2 separate regions of the Mus musculus genome follow, and region 1 is linked to region 2. Evidence: chromatin contacts called from public promoter capture Hi-C data. All regions are on one chromosome and are shown on one strand. The core of a region is the stretch at or near the end of the contact, and the rest is flanking DNA. Distances in the headings are between cores, read along the strand shown. Region 1 holds the start of 0610010F05Rik (RIKEN cDNA 0610010F05 gene). Region 2 holds the start of Wdpcp (WD repeat containing planar cell polarity effector).

What was found. Promoter capture Hi-C pulls out the DNA fragments that hold promoters and counts their contacts.
Region 1: a promoter capture Hi-C map of liver shows a contact between it and region 2, with 3 times the contacts expected there. The contact joins the promoter of 0610010F05Rik here to the promoter of Wdpcp in region 2. A contact is called at or near these places in 1 of 39 promoter capture datasets (liver), 2 of 484 Hi-C or Micro-C datasets (muscle stem cells and uterus), 1 of 115 datasets of contacts at active chromatin or transcription factors (astrocytes) and 1 of 9 other capture datasets (adipose tissue).

What each region holds. Positions count from the first base shown.
Region 1 is chr11:23,631,113-23,636,174 of GRCm38.p6, reverse strand. 0610010F05Rik (RIKEN cDNA 0610010F05 gene) reads left to right here and starts at 2,544. Exons shown (of 22, transcript NM_027860.3): 1 at 2,544-2,682; 2 at 4,841-4,970.
Region 2 is chr11:21,570,846-21,575,609 of GRCm38.p6, reverse strand. It overlaps Wdpcp (WD repeat containing planar cell polarity effector), which reads right to left and starts at 3,329. Exons shown (of 18, transcript NM_145425.3): 1 at 3,240-3,329. Mdh1 (malate dehydrogenase 1, NAD (soluble)) reads left to right here and starts at 3,676. Exons shown (of 9, transcript NM_008618.3): 1 at 3,676-3,880. The coding sequence starts at 3,878.

The DNA of each region.
Region 1 (5,062 bases), core at 1,295-3,794, 2.1 Mb before region 2:
CTCAGGCTATTGTCAGGACTATAGGTTGCTCTCCACAAACTGGCAGCAAGGCCCTACTATTGAAGACAACACATACACAACTCATTGAACATGGAGAAGTCAAGCTGGTGCCCACATAGAGCCTTCACCCCTGTGTGCTAGTTCCTTTAGTACAGAAAGGTACTCAACGTGATACCAAAAGAGAAACATAAACACCAACTCAGCCACAAACCCTCTGACTGACAAGGGTGTCCTGCCCAGAAGATATGCTATTTTAATGGTAGCACAAAGCTTGTGGGCATAGCCATCCAGTGTCTGATTTGCCTTGAAGCCCACTCTATAAGACAAAATTCATACCCCACACTGCTTAGTTGACCAAGAAACTGAGACCAGAGACCTAGGGTTAAACTAACTACAGAGAGAGAGAGTGAGAGGGAGGGAGGGAGGGAGGGAGAGAGAGAGAGAGAGAGAGAGAGAGAGAGAGAGAGAGAGAGAGAGAGAGAGAGAGACACCTATGAACACTCAGCCCTAAATGGTATGTATGTCTCCATCAAATTCCTCCCCTGGGAGGGAGGGAGGGAGGGAGGGAGAGAGAGAGAGAGAGAGAGAGAGAGAGGGAGAGAGAGAGAGAGAGAGAGAGAGAGACCTCTGAACACTCAGCCCTAAATGGTATGTATGTCTCCATCAAATTCCTCCCCTCAGAGGACAGGGCACCCATGGAAGAGAAAAGAGTGTAAGCAGCAGAGGGTACGGAGGACACCAAGAAAACAAGGCCCTCTAAACCAACATGGCCAAGCACACAAGAACTTGAGAGACTGAAGCAGCATGCACAGGGCTGCAACAGGCCCTCTGCACATATATTATGGCTTTCAGTTTAGTGTTTTTATGGGATTGCTGTGTGAGCAAGCTGGTCTCTGTCTCTTGTGCTTTCTCTTGTCTCTTTTTCTTCTGTTTGTCCAATTCTGGTGTGTTAATTTTTGTTTTATCTTGTATTTTATTTTATTGTTTAAAAAAAAGAGTAGCCGGGCATGGTGGCGCACACCTTTAATCTCACCACTCGGGAGGCAGAGGCAGGTGGATTTCTGAGTTCGAGGCCAGCCTGGTCTACAGAGTGAGTTCCAGGACAGCCAGGGCTATAAAGAGAAACCCTGTCTCGAAAAACCAAAAAAAAAAAAAAGAAAAGAAAAGAAAAAGTAATTGTATAACCTTCGTAGTGTGCCATGTTGATTAAAGTAGATAACAGATGCATACCTGGCATATATAAATGTTCCATGGATGATAGGCTTCCTTTACTGCATGCATTAATTTGACAAATGAGCCCTTCACAAGTCTGGTTACAAAAACCTGGGCATCACGAAGCATTCATAAAGCAGAAACCGTGGCTTATCTGCTGCCACACTTATCTGACTTGGAGGTCGAAAGCTCTATGTGCAGCCACTGAAGTTCAAGCTGAATGTGAACACATGTTCTCCTGAGAGCAAGACAGGGACCATTCGCTCCCAGCAGGAAGCCTGAGCCTGCGAAATGATCCAAGTGCTTCTCTCACCGTGCTACTCGGAGCTTCGCTGAGGTCTGAGGCCCATTATCAAATGTGGAAGCCTCATTCCTTGGGCATAATTTGGACTCTACCTGCACATTGAGACCACCTCCCCCCAGTGGGAAGGGAGATCTATTTGAGTGGTAGGAGGAAAGCCTTGGCAGATAAGGCGATTGAAGAGAAAACAATAAACAACAACAAAAAACAAACAAACGTTCAACTTCCTCTGGGAAACAAAAAAGAAATGAAGATTTGATCGAAACCATAACATTGAGAGTTACTTATATTCTTTTTGATATACAGCTTACACTGAATACATTGCTCGTTCTCACTGTCTCTGTCTCTGTCTCTGTCTCTCTCTCTCTCTGTCTCTCTCTCTCTCTCTCTCTCTCTCTCTGTCTCTGTCTCTCTCTGCTTGCAAACAGGTTTATTAGTGGACACTGTTTTAGTTTAATCTTGCCAGAACCATGGAGTGATTGCCAACGAAAACTCACATCTGGCCACTAATACATTTCCATCAGTGCTCTAAGACTGAACATCAATCAGCCTTCCAAGTTTAACACTGGAACATTTGCCACACTATATCTGAGAAGTCGCCAGCTTTTCAGTTTACAGTATGTTTCTAAGTCCCAGCCAACGCCCTATCCAATCATATATTTTTTCTGTTGAACCTAAGCAGCTTATAGCAAAATGAGTGACAGGGAAAGATTTATTCTTTTCATTCGAGCTCCCTTTATCTCCCACGTTCAAGATCAAGCGCTGAGGACCTAGTCGCTAAGAGACATGACGCTAAGAGAGTGGGGACGCTGCACTGCGACAGGCCAGAGAGGACGAGCCAGAGAGGGCAGGGTGAAGAGCAGGCTCTGTGCAGCGGTGGGCTGCACTCTGGCACCGCCCGCACCCGCCCACCCGCAGGATCTCGTCGCTCATTGGATGCTCTGCTGCGGCGCTAGCTTGCGATTGGCCCGGGCGCGTCGATCAGGCCCCGCCCCTCGGCGCTCTTGCTGGGCGGCTGGCTAGCGGGCGCAGGCGGGTGCGGCCGCGGCTCGTGAGGCCGCCTCAGCCTGGCGTGTGCGCCGGGTCGCGCCGTTCTGGGCGCGAGCGCGGGCGGTGCTGGCCGCTGCAGGTGACACCGGCGCGGTGAGGGCCGCCGCGGCCCTGTGGAGGTGAGAGAGACGCTGAGAGGCTGGGGCACCCACTCGGAAGCTGGAGTGGGGCGAGGGCCGGGAGCGCCGCTGCCCATCCGGGCGGGCGGACTGGCGGGCGGGCGGGCGGTGCGGGGCCCCGCTGCCCGGAAGCCCGCGGACGCCCGGGCGCTGCCTGCGGCCCCGTCCCGCCGCCGCCCTCGCCTACGCTCTTGGCGACGGAGCCCAGCTTCGGTCGCCGGACTCCGGCCCTCACAGTCCCCGCCAGGCTGCTTTCCGATGCCTTTGTCTGCTCCTCTCCAGCCCGCGCCTCGAGTCGGTGTCCACGCCGCGGAATCCCGGTCCCGAGGACGCGCCGCGCAGGGAGCCTCGGACCCGGGCTTGGAAAGGCTACTTACCCGGGTGGGCAGTGATGTCCGGTCTTTCAGAATCAGAGCCAACCGGCTGGGTCACACGTGTGGATGAGAGTCAGGAAGTCTGTTGTAGATCAGGACTAACAGCCTCCCTCTGCTGTGCCAGAGGCCTTCCACCTGTCCCTGTGACCACCCCCCACCTCCACTCCCTCCTCTGCCTAGGGAAAGATCAAGAGCCCCCTTTTCATTGAAAAATGAAAAGCAGATGCTTGTCCATATGAATAAGCCAAAATAAGGAATAGGTTATGTTCTTTAAAGGTGTAAAATGTTAAAACAATAGAATTTTTATATTTTAGTAAATAATGTTATTTATTTACTAAATATATTATACCTTAAACACTTTTAAAGTATGGTGTCATGCATGAGAGGATAATTTTGAGTTTTAGATATTTTCTTTTGGTCATAGTTTTTTATACGTTTATACCTTTCTCCAGAATGAGATGCATGTGCCAGCTGTTCTAAGACTGTATGTTATTCATACCCTAAAGGAAACATTCTCAGAGATTAGTTTAACTAGAATACACAGTAGTTTTTTTCCCTTGATTGGAAAGATTCAATTGTGTCAACAGAAAAAAAATTCACACCCAAGTTACTTAAATCATCCATTACCACGAATAAATGAGTATTATATTTGAAATATACAAGTTTTTAAGAATTTGATGGAGACATCTTTCTTGTTATTTTAATTAAGTGCTGGGAACTTAGCTCATTTGTGGAGTACACTGCCACCACCACCACCAAAAACAGAAAATAAATTTTAATTAAATATCTGAAAGTTAAAAGTGAAAAAGCAGCACACAAGGGGTCTTTGTCTTGAGTTCTACTTTAAACTGTTTAGTCGCCTTTTCTCCTTTCCAGTGCTGGTTGTCCAACCCAGGGCCTCGCACATCTCCATTCCCATCCTAAACGTCTTCCTAAGGTCCAAACAAATTATAATTAAACACCGCTTTCCAAATCATTTGTCCTCAGGAAAAGGAATGCACACATTACCCATGTAAGCAGAGAACAACATTTTGTTCACTGAAGATTAAGATTCCACATTATTTAATGTGTGTACTTAAATATTCATATAAATTGTAAATCTTCAGCTTGGAGTGGGTTCCAAAAGATACATTGTTTCTTTAAGGCTTTGAGACTTTATTAAGTCAGCAAACATTTTTTGGCACTATCTGTTTTGCTGGGGTTTTTTTTTGTTTGTTTGTTTGTTTTTTTTTGAGGAATCAAAGAGCTGAGTGTGTCTGAACACACTTGAAATCCCTGTGCTCTAAGACGGGAAGATCATGAGTTAGAAGCCAGCCTGGACTACAAAGCCAGACCTACCCCAGGTGGATAAAAATGAAATTCTGTTCTGGGCAGTGCTTTCTAAGGGATTCAACAAAATTCTTGAAAAATTTTATGTCAGTAACAGCCAAAATAGGATAAGGAAAAACAATTGCCATAATAAATTGTGGTGCACATTTTGCATGCCAGACACTGTGCTGGGTACTTTATGGTATTGTTTAATTCTCACAATAATCTTAAAAGTAGTTATTATTTTCCTTATAGCAAGCCCAAGATTGCACTGCTAGAAATGGAGCAGCTTGGTAAGTATTCATAGCCTGTTTTATTGGCAGCATACTTCATGCTATGCTTTGTTATCTTTATGAATCTGTTTAAGAATCTCAGAAGTGCTACTGCTACAGACATCCAGTCCTCACTGTGTCAGGTGATTTTCTTACCAAGGATCACAGAAAGAGAGCACCTATGGTTTGACTTTTGTTTTGCAGATGAGGAAACTGAGACACGGATTATCTGAATTAGACAATATCTTAATGGTAGAACCAAGATATAAAGTTGGACAGTTTGACTTCAGAATCTATACTTGTAACTCGTACATTGTACTGGGCCTTCAGTAAGGTACATCTCAGAAAGCTATAACTTTACAATGCTTAATTTTTTGTGTGTTTCTTTTGTATTTTAGATTTATTCGCTTTTATTTTATGTGTGCC
Region 2 (4,764 bases), core at 2,080-4,579:
GTAATAAATTCTTTTCCAAGTCTAGGTTGTTTTTTTTTTTCTTTCCAGTTCCATGTCAGTCCACTCGCAAATACTTCACAAACATACCAGCAGTCCAGCTCAATAATGTCAGGATAGCAAACACAAATCAGCAGTGGTGGCACTACCCAGCAGAAACAGCTAGGCCTCTGCCGAATTGGCACAAATCAGTGGGAGTGACCAGGGCCAGCAGGGATGCCAGGAGAATTCCTCTACTGTTCAAAGAAAGATTAGTGAAGACACAAGACCAAGAAGCATTGCAAAGCTAGCTATGCAAGCCTCATCACTGTCCACTGAGTCCTATTTATACTCCCTCCAAACATCATGTGTCCTCCACGGGTCTTGCGTCAGCATGTGAGTGTGCAACAGCTGAGATCACTCTGCCAATTGGCCAAGTTCATGAAAGCTGTAAGAAGCTGTCAGACCACCACCAGAAGGGGTTTTTTTTTGGTGCATTTCTCTCTAGGGAGTCACTACAAATGGAGCTCAGCTACACATTGTAAGGCTAACCAATACATGTGTGTCATTAGTAAAGAATCCTTCAAAATGCTTGCTTTTGCAAAACATCCTTTCACCGGTGTCTGCTTAAAAAAAAAAAAAACACTCTTTCATGTGTTTGCCCAAGCAAAACACCATCTGACACAACTGATTTTCCAAAGAAACCATAAGTTTCCACTTCAAGATTCCTAAAGTCAATCTTGGGCCTCTACTCACACACACTTCCATACACACACACAAGGGGTCTCCAGACACACATGCACTCACACATATGCAAATATGCACACATATACCACATACACGGGAGAAGAAAAAGAAGAAATGAACTTAAGTCAAGAAAGAATCCAAAGTGGGAAACTGTAAGAAGAACTGGATGTTGGCTAGTAAAAAGCCCGGCTTAGGCAAGTTAAGAAAGCTAAGGGCATCTGTCTCCAACCTCCATTACTGGTACAATCTGAACCTGATCAGTTTTATAAACAAACACATCATGACTGAAGCATGGATTCTGTCAGACCACCACCAGAAGGGGTTTTTTTGGTGCATTTCTCTCTAGGGAGTCACTACAAATGGAGCTCAGCTACACATTGTAAGGCTAACCAATACATGTGTGTCATTAGTAAAGAATCCTTCAAAATGCAATGGTTGAGGCAAAAATTGGGCTTCTTGGCTTTGTGAGGCCCATTCCTGGTCAGTCAGCATTTCAGAAGTCATACAATGCCATAGGAAACCCAATAGAAAAAAAAAGGGGGGGTTCCCTGAAGATAATCTAACTCTGAGGATAAGCTCTGCTCTGGGTGATGACTTTCTCCTACCAGGGAGAGGAAAGGGTTTACTTCAGCTTACACTTCCATGACACACTTTACCACTAATGGAACCCAAGGCAGAAACTGAAGCAAAGACCATAGAAAAATTCTGCTTACTGATTTGTTCAGCTACCATATATTTGAACTCCTGTCTTGATTCCTTCAATGATGAACAATGACATAATGTGGACACATGAGCCAAAAAGACCCTTTCCTCCCTAAGTTACTGCAATAATAACCCTAAAACAGCCAGCAATAGTGGTGGCACACGCCTTTAATCCCAGAACTCGGGAGATTCTCTCCCTCTCAGTGACTCAAGTTTGTGTTAAACTGATGAAAACTAACCAGCCCACCAAAACAGAGCACATCTTTCAACAATTACTCACCAGACCACCATGTTACCATTAGGAATTACAGAGTTTTGTTTCATGCTACAGTGGTTCCTGAAAGGCAGTAACTAAAACTGCTATCCTAAAGTCCCAGAGCAGATTAGAACAATCACTATCAAATCAGCTCCAGCCCTTCTCTCTTCACTTGAAAATCCTGTAATCTCTCCCTCAACCATCAAGTGAAACTGGAGGCAAGTCATGCTATCTCTAGAGTGTGATATTTGCACATATGGTTGTTCAGTAGGAAGTACTATAAAGTAACAGAACTAATGCCTATTAGAAAACCAAGAAGAAACAGAAACTACAGAGACATGCCCTGGAATTTGAGAGTCCCTGACACAGAGGTAACATTTAGAAATGCAACCCACAAATGAACTAAATGTGGACAGAGACACAGGAAGCATTCCATTATAAAAAGATCAGTGCTCAAGAACAAAATTAAGGCATCAAATGAATAAAGTGATTCTAGGAGTCATTCAAGTACCCTACAGTCTATTGAAACCTAAATGCTATTGGACCCAGAAGTGGCTAGTTTTATGTCAACCAGACACAAGCTACAGTCAGTCTTAAGTTAAGAGGAATTCTCAATTGAAAAGAAAAATGCTTCCACCATAAAGATCGGGCTGTAGACAAGCCCATAGGGCATTTTCTTAATTACAGATTGATGGGGAAGAGCCCAGTCCTTTATGGGTGCTGCCATCTCTGGGCTGGTGGTCCTGGGTTCTATAAAGAAGCAGACTTAGCAAGCCATGAGGAACAAACCAATAAGCAGCACTCCTCCATGGTCTCTGCAACAGCTCATGCCCTCCATATTCCTACTTATTCTGAGTTCCTCGAATGATGGGCCAAAATGTGGAAGAGTAGGCCAAATAAATCCTTTCCCCTAACCTGCTTTTGGTCATGGTGTTTCATCGCAGAAATAGAAGCCCTGACTAAGGCATCATATTTCTCTCTCCAAATACTAAATCTTCCAAAAACAAAACTGAAGCCATCCACCATCCATTTAATAGTGACAGAAAATTCTGACGTTAGACCAAGAGCATATTCATTGGTCTGTTCCAAGGCACATGTTTTCGAATATCCGTACAACAAACGGAGAATACAGATTTCCCTTAACAACTTTCATTTTAAATGAAAGCCTCTTGAGATGTTTTAGCTGCTAACATTTCGCCTGAAACAATCAGTGTCTCCCAACTTCCCCTGGAAGTAACAGGTTTCCAAAAAGAGAATGAGCAAAAAGTGTCAATATTCACAGTCGGCAAAGAAAATTAGATCGGTACACCACAAGTAAACACAAGGAAGGGGCTCACTCCACAAACAAAACTTTCTGACTTTACTTTGGAAAAGTTACACTGACTCAAACTGCAAGACACTCTTCGTCCCTCCTGAAAACTGTGGCATCCACACGCTCCTGACACTAACAGGGGACTCCGGAGGTCGCCCACAACCACCGGCTTCGGATTCAGGATACGCGCATCAGTGCCGCACCCTGTTCTGACCCCCAGATAAAAACCCTCGGGGCCGAGCTCACCAGCCTGGGACGTGAGAACACAGCTCCACAAGCTCTTGGTCTGGAGAGCGCTCAGGTGAGGCTGCCTCGTCGCCTAGCAACGGTGAAGCTGCCCGTTCTTCCGCAAGCGTCAATTCCTCCCGCCTCTGAGAGAGTTTTTAAAAGGTTTTGTTTCCGGGTCGAGCGGGCTTTAAGCAACGGAAGGTCTCTTAGCCGCCCTTGTTTAGTCTTGGGGGAGGATAGATTCTCGGTGGAGCGACGTGTGCTGTCGCTCAGGGGTCGTTTCTCCTCCCTCGAGTTAACGCCTCCTCTCCTGCCAATTGCTGAGCGCCATCAGGCAGGCGCCTCACTCAAAGCACCAACCCTCTGCTCACAGACGCGCTCCAATCACCGAGGCTCAGCCCCGGGACTACTTTGCAGCGAGGCGCGTAGGAAGAAGGGGTTTGGGGGAATTGTAGTTTAGCACTGTCAGGAATGCACGAAGGTGGGCGCCAGAGGTCGCCGGAAGAACTACACTTCCCAGAAAGGGCCGTGTCTCCAGCCGAACCTTTGCGGGCCAGCCCCGCGTTCTCTCCCAGAGTCTGTTCCGCTGTAGAGGTGACCTGACTGCTGGAGACTGCCTTTTGCAGGTGCAGAGATCGGCCTTGCAGTTTGCAATAATGGTGAGTGTGGGCTCCTGGAACCTGCAGCAGCTCCGGCCTCTCGGCCTCCTCCTGCGCTTGATGCGCTTTTAAAAAGCAGTAATGCCGGGAGCTGTCCTCCGCGCGGTTTGCAAAATCTGACTCATTCTCACGACTGTCGCAGTAACCCAGATACTGGAAAGGGGTTCGCAAGGACTCTAGAGAAATCACTGTCCTTGGAAAGTCGGGTCTCAGTCCTTGCGCAGGAGGGACAAAATTTTCTCCGAAGGACCTTAAAGGATTTGTTGTGGGGGATGAGAATTATGGGAGGGGAAGAATTAGGTCCTAACACTATTTTGCCTCTTAAGCTCTTGGAAAGAATAGGCCTCTGATGTTGATTTACCGGTAGTGCTCCAGGTTATGATCCCAGTTTTCAGGAGACATGTTTCCACCATATTTGATTTAAAAGAAAACAAATGTTACTGAAAACCTATTCTTGATCTCCGTTTGTAATGACAGGACTAGCATCGCTAGTCAAACAGTGCCGATATTCTTTACTACTCTGTCATAAATTCTGAAGGCCTCCTTGCAGATGTAACGTAACCATCTTGTTGAAGCTCTAGATCTATCTTGTCCTCAGCGGGCGGAGGGGGGTGACGTGAAAGAGAGCTCTGACGTAGGACTAATCTTCATGCTGTTTGAAGGTGACATTTGCCACCAGACTGGAAATTGCTAAGTACTTTGAAATTTACATTTTAAAAATACGTGTTGTCCTTTAATATCAAGATGGGAAATGTGAGATGAATTGAAAATTTTTGGATGAATTGGAAATTTCACAGAACCCAAGGAGACATGTTTTCAAACAAGGACAAAAACTCCCTCAATCTCTATAAGAAACCCTAAGGGAATAATTACTAATTTCCAGT